Regions from separate parts of the Rattus norvegicus genome. Here region 2 is linked to region 1. The links are chromatin contacts, called in public Hi-C maps. All regions are on one chromosome and are shown on one strand. The core of a region is the stretch at or near the end of the contact, and the rest is flanking DNA. Distances in the headings are between cores, read along the strand shown. Region 1 holds the start of LOC102553760 (zinc finger protein 59-like). Region 2 overlaps Fcgbp (Fc gamma binding protein).

Evidence for each region. Hi-C and Micro-C count contacts between places; a contact is called where the count stands out from the background.
Region 2: a contact with region 1 is called in a Hi-C map of mammary epithelial cells, with 2.1 times the contacts expected there. The contact joins the enhancer-like site here to the promoter of LOC102553760 in region 1. A contact is called at or near these places in 5 of 12 Hi-C or Micro-C datasets (Schwann cells, hepatocytes, liver and 1 more).

The regions. Positions count from the first base shown.
Region 1 is chr1:92,349,753-92,352,950 of GRCr8, forward strand. It overlaps LOC102553760 (zinc finger protein 59-like), which reads right to left and starts at 1,529. Exons shown (of 6, transcript XR_010059898.1): 1 at 1,347-1,529.
Region 2 is chr1:92,536,913-92,540,110 of GRCr8, forward strand. Fcgbp (Fc gamma binding protein) reads left to right here. Exons shown (of 20, transcript NM_001164657.3): 18 at 429-812. Among named protein-coding and RNA genes, the nearest start is that of Fcgbpl1, 14 kb to the right of the region's middle. Within about 2 kb of position 1,624, at least 25 of the 93 cell types and tissues checked have an H3K27ac peak or open chromatin away from gene starts, as enhancers often do.

The DNA.
Region 1 (3,198 bases), core at 279-2,778:
CGTTAAGGTGAAGGACATTCCTTAAAAGAGGAATGTAAAATATATACATGATTAGAGAAACAAGCCTTAGGCCCGTAGCCCCCATCCACATTAGCCCTGTCCCAGGGGCAAAAAAAATGTAATGAACCCAAAATGGCCTCACAGAGCAACAACTAAAGCTCACCAGGCCCTTAGTGTGTGGTGGCACTGCACCCACAGGCATTCTAAGGTTCACATCAGAACTAGAGAGACAGAGGGGACAGAACCAAGACTCCAACCCGAATACCACAGACCCACATGTCCACATCCAACCACAGCATTGCTCACCTGGCTCTGGCCAATGTTACTCATTTCACACACACACACACACACACACACACACACACACACACACACACGAGAGAGAGAGAGAGGGGGGGGGAGGGAGAGGAGGGAGAGGGAGAGAGATTAACTAGTCCTCAAAAATGTCAAATTCAGTGCTATCACTTCCCCACTCCCAAAATCCTCCCCTGTGAACAGACCATCTACCACCTACATTCTTCCCCTGCTTTGAAAGAAAATCTGTAAAATCAAAGGCCATTTCACGTGTGACACTATCAAAATAGGAATCGATTTAGCAAATTGGAGTTTGAAAGCCCTAAAGCTAACCTCAGGAGATTACTATTTACAACTTCTTGGGAAAAGGAAGAGATTGTAGAGAGAAGATGTCAAGGGTCATTGAAATGGTACTGTGAATACTAAGTGGAAAGGGCAGGGTCAATGTAAGGGACACAATGGTGGAGGTATGAATTTACACGGAGCACCTTCAGTTGCGATTCTATATTCTAAAACCAAAACCTCGTTTCTCCAACAGAAAGAGCAAACGCATTCTTGAATCCACATCCCTCTCCCGCCCTCCTTTTGAATGGCCGACTAGGGAAGTCTGAGGAAGCATGAGATCCCAGACTATTTGTGAGAGCATCCTCACTGAGCACTTTCCCTTCACCACGCACAATGGCTAGAGCTCTGACAAAGTCATAGATCTCAACAAGTACCCTCCTTCTAGGAGACACCCCCCCGACCTTAAATTATAGTCCCGAGCTCAAATCTGATCCTCAGGGAAATTTTCCCTTTACACTCTACACCTGACCTCCTCTTACTGAAGCTTGGTCCTCTGCTTCAGTCCCGGTGTCCCTGAAAGCAGGAGCAGAAAGCGACAAGCAGAGACACAGATAAGGTGTGTAGACAGACAGACAGACAGACAGACAGACAGACAGAGAGAGAGAGAGAGAGAGAGAGAGAGAGAGAGAGAGAGAGAGAGAGAGAGAGCGCTACCCCAACCCACCGCCGGAACGGACACATTCCAAGCCCGCTGCCTCCAGCCTTACTCTGGGGAGACCTAAGCCAAAAGCCTATGTGCTACTTCCGGCGCGGTGGTCCTGGAAAAAACAGTTGTCACAAGCAAAGACCTGGAGAAGCACGGCGCTTCCTGGAGAACCCGGCATGCAACTTGAGCCAGCCCATCTGAAAACTGCGCCCAGTGGCTTGTGGGAGTTCCCACGGGGTCGCGCGCTTAAAGGGGAAGCTCCCTCCTTTCATCAAAAGGTACTTCCGGTTCTGCGTGTAACTGAGATTCTCTCCCGGGAGCGGACGCTCATGCCTAAGTGCCCAGTTATCCAGATAGAAAATGTGACTGAGGGCCACATCGCTATGTATCAACAGAACTGTGTCCGTTAGACAGGCTAGACGATCCTCGTAATAAAACCAATCGCATTAAAAACTCAGCTATGTGCTAACTACAGAAAATATGTTAAAAAAATACTCTAGCAGATTCAAAGTGACCATCTTCCCATAATCAAAAGAAAACTCAAGTCGATTATAAAATGCAGGTAGATCAATACAGAGGACGTCATCAGGCGACAATAAGCATGGCTGGGCGTGGTAGCACAGGCCTTTTATCCCAGCACTGGGGAGGCGCAGCCCTCTGCATGTCTGTGGGAAGAGGCCACCGAGGGCTACACAGTGAAACCCTGTCCAGAAACTAAAATACACTCAGATTATGGTGGCACATGCCTTTAATTGCTGCCCTAGGGAGGTAGAGGAGGCGTCTGAATAAATAAATAAATAAACAAACAAACAAGCAAAGCAAAATAAACTCAGAGTACATACCTACTGTCTCGAAAAGACTAAATAAACTAAAATCCAGAGGATATTCCTAATGTGGTAAACAAATAAACAAAACAAACTCCAAGTACACTCTAATGGCACACCTTTAAACGTGAAGTGGGGAAGTCCTACTAGAGCAACAGGGAATGACAGCAAAACCTACCATCACATTCAAACATTTTCACCACTGAGAGGACAATGCCCCCCAAAAGCAAAAAAAGCACAGCTGATTTGGACAGCATCTCAACTATGAAGGAAGTCAGAATAAAATGGAAACGCTTAAGCTTTGATGACATGAGGGGCCTTCAATGGAAAATATTCTTGTATACACAGCTATGGGAGAAATGCTCAGTACCTGGACACATTTCTCGTTAAAGCTTCCTTTTTTAATCTTGTGGGAAGAGGATCTAAATGTGGGACACATGTGGGGCAGGCTCTGCATGGCCATTCCTCCAGTCTCAGCAATAAACTTTCCCTCCATATGCCCTCCTATGGATATTTTTGTTCCCCCTTTTAAGGAGTGGAAGCATCTGCACTTTGGTCGTGCTTCTTGAACTTCATGTGGTCCGTGGATTGCATCTTGGGTAATTCAAGCATTTGGGCTAATATCCACTTATCAGTGAGTGCACACCATGTATGTTTTTCTGTGCTTGTGTTACCTCACTCAGGATGATATTTTCCAGTTCCAACCATTTGCCTATGAATTTCATAAAGTCACTGTTTTTGATAGCTGAGTAATATTATTCCATTGTGTAGATGTACCACATTTTCTGTATCCATTCCTCTGTTGAAGGGCATCTGGGTTCTTTCCAGCTTCTGGCTATTATACATAAGGCTGCTATGAACATAGTGGAGCATGTGTCTTTGTTGGATGTTGGGGCATCTTTTGGGTATATGCCCAAGAGAGGTATAGCTGGGTCCTCAGGTAGTCCAATGTCCAATTTTCTGAGGAATCTCCAGACTGATTTCCAGAGTGGTTGTATCAGTTTTTAATCTCACCAACAATGGAGGAGTGTTCCTCTTTCTCCATATCCTCACTAACACCTGTTTTCACCTGAGTTTTTTATCTTAACC
Region 2 (3,198 bases), core at 374-2,873, 190 kb after region 1:
CTAATCACCTCCCAAAGTCCTCACTTCTAAACATGAAACTTCCAACCTCTTCGTACATAATGCCTTAGGAATAAACTCTTACACGGGTTCAGGCGGTTGAGCCCTATTCAAACCACGGCAGATAGCCTGAGTCAGTAATGTTGTCTCCATGTGGTCTTTCATTCTCCAGTGGCTAACTCAGGCTTGGGCTCACTGAACCTGGGCACAGTCTGAGGCAGACAGAGCAAGTGGTGGTGGGGTGAGTTGTCAAGGCTCTTGAGTCAAGACATGAACTCCACACAGCATGGCCTCTGCTCGGTTTTATTTACAAATCACAGTCTGAGGGCCACTGGGACTCCTGGGTAGAGGACATACAAGCCATTCCTTACTGGGAACTCTACAGTTTCCCTCTGTGTGAATGCACACCATTTATCCCTTTCTGTGCACAGGTGAACTCCTCCCTGATGTCCTCAGACTGCAGTGAACTCTGTTACTGCTCTGAAACCACCGGTCTGACATGCCGTGCAGCTGGCTGCCCATCTGGCCAGGTCTGTGAGATCCAAGCTGGAGTCCGGCAGTGCCGGGCTGCTCATGGTCTCTGCTCCCTCTCTGTGGGTGCCAACCTCACTACCTTCGATGGGGCTCTCAATACCATCAGCTCACCCGGTGTCTATGAGCTTTCTTCTCGCTGTCCGGGATTCCAGAAGAATGTGCCCTGGTACCGATTGCTTGCTGATGTCCAGCCTTGCCTTAACAATGACAAGATCGTGAGCAAGGTCCACATCTTCTTCCAGGATGGCATGGTGACTGTGATCCCAAGCAAGGGTGCATGGGTAAGCCTGGGCACAGAGGGCAGGGCCGTCTTCCCTGGCTTTCCTTCTTCCTGTCTCAGTAGCCTACATCCTGGCTACCCGGTGACCTTGCAGTCTGTTTTCTTCATCCGGGTCTCTGCACTTTTCTCTGCATTTGTACCTGTCTCTCCACGTCAACCTGGGTCCCTCTTCTTGGCCTGAGTTCTTACATTCGAGTCACAGGCTGGCTTTGCTGTTGAGTTTGGTCAAGACTCCACTGCTTAGCAGTGACCGGAAACCGAATGCAAACCTGAGGGCTGCAGGGGAAGTGAATGGACTGGCTCCATATCTGGGAAACCCAGAGTCAGCCCCCCAGAAGCGTCTGGATCCAGATACCCCAGCTACACTGCTGGAGTTTCCACCTCTAGGTTTCTTTCTTTCTTTCTTTCTTTCTTTCTTTCTTTCTTTCTTTCTTTCTTTTTTCTTTTTTCTTTCTTTCTTTTTTTTTTCTTTCTTTCTTTTTCTTTCTTTTTTTCGGAGCTGGGGACCGAACCCAGGGCCTTGCGCTCGCTAGCGCTCTACCGCTGAGCTAAATCCCCAACCCCCACCTCTAGGTTTCTGATTTGTTTACCACTCTGTACTCCGTTCTCAGAGTTTCTCTTATAGGAGCAAAGCATAGGCAGCGTCTGCCCTGGGCTTGTAGTCTGTCAGCTTTGCTACCTCAGCACAAAGTGACCCAGCAAAGGTGCCCACAGTGCGTCTCACTAGGCAGGTTTGGAACAGACGCCCACTCCCGGAATTAATCACTGTGGTCTTAAGCAGAGAATGCTCTGATTGGCCAGGCTGGAGTCACATGGGTTCCCCATGAGCCATTCTCAGGGAGGCGCCTGCAATCCTGGGGAAGCAGACACTGCTGGAATCATACAGAGTGGTCAAATCGTCTGGCAATAATCATGGCAAAGTTTGGGAAATATCTTCAGGCGGTTCATAGAAGCCTCAGTTCAAGTTTCCATTGTAGCTGGCTACGTCAGCACTGTCTGTCTAGCATGGACAAAGATTTCAAGAGAAACCTGCAAGTGTTCAGCACTGTTGTCAGCCTGAGAGGGTAGGCACAGGTCAGTAGGGATCCTTTACCAGTCCAGACCACTCCTGCCAGTACCAGGGGCACAGCTTGGTAGCCTGGAGGTACCATGAAATCTTGGCTTTGTGCCTAAACTCAGTCCTTCTCTGTGTGTGCAAGGCCCTGTGCTGGCCCACTGATAGGACTCTCACTGCAAAGCACACAACCAGTCAGACGCTCTGCCCACTGAGTCTCCATGCACCCTTTCCTGTACCCATCCTTTCTCCTCCCCTCCTTGCTTCCGGTGCCTATATCCACTCATTCTCTGGCCCTCTCTTCCTCCCTCCCTCCCATCCACCCATCCCTTTTCTCAGATCTCTATATGCCTTTCCCATCTGTGTATCTAGGTTCCCAATTGTGTGATGGAGAGGCTCGAGTGTGAACACATTTGAGAAAAGAGTGGGAACATGTCCTTCCAAGAAATTTCAGTGGGGGGAATCTAACATCAGAAAGCTTGATCTATAAGGAGAACAGACAGACGTTGGAAAGCGATCACAAGGCTGCGAAGTCTGCAGCCGTTGATAAGAAACTGAAATTTGCCTGCATGATTATTTCATTGCTAGGATCATTCAGACATAAGCCAAAAAAAAAAGAGCTGATAAAGTGGCTTTTGTTAGCGATCCAGTTACTTACAGACAGTCTGAAAAGTCGATGTGAAAATTATAACTTAATAGTTTAAGCCTGGAATTTCTGCTCTGTTCATCTGTCTGGTTTTAAAAAAAAAAAGTGTTGTACCAGCCGTAGAAAGTTGTAGAGACAGTTTGGTCCCTGTCTGCATTCTTCTTCTACTCCTCCTTCTTCCTCCTCCTCCTTCTCTTCCTCCCCCTCCTCTTCTTCCCTCTCCTTTTCCTCCTTCTTCCTCCTACTTCTCCTCCTCCTCCTTCCCATCCTTAGCAATGTATACCGAAAGACATTCCCCAATAATTAATAAGTTGCTATCGGGCCAGTGAAATGGCTTGGTGGGGAAACAAACCACAAGCCTGATGGGACCCGAATTTGGTCCCTGGAACCCACAGGGTGGGAAGGAGAGAACCAACTCCCACAAGCTGCCAAATGTCCTCCCTACTTGTATCAGAGCAGGTGCATACACATAAATTAATTACTTAATCTTATTTTAGAGCAGTAGAAGCATGCACAGTGAGCTGTGTGTAGACGCCCCCAGCTGTCTCCCCACCTGTCCGTCCCTCCGTGTAACCCTCCTCTCTCCAGCGCTTGCCCCTTTGCTTGAACCATCGCTGTGCACGGAGGACTCCAGCCTCGGTGACCCCTCAGCTCTTCTGTCCCTCAAGTCTCACTTCTTCATTTCTC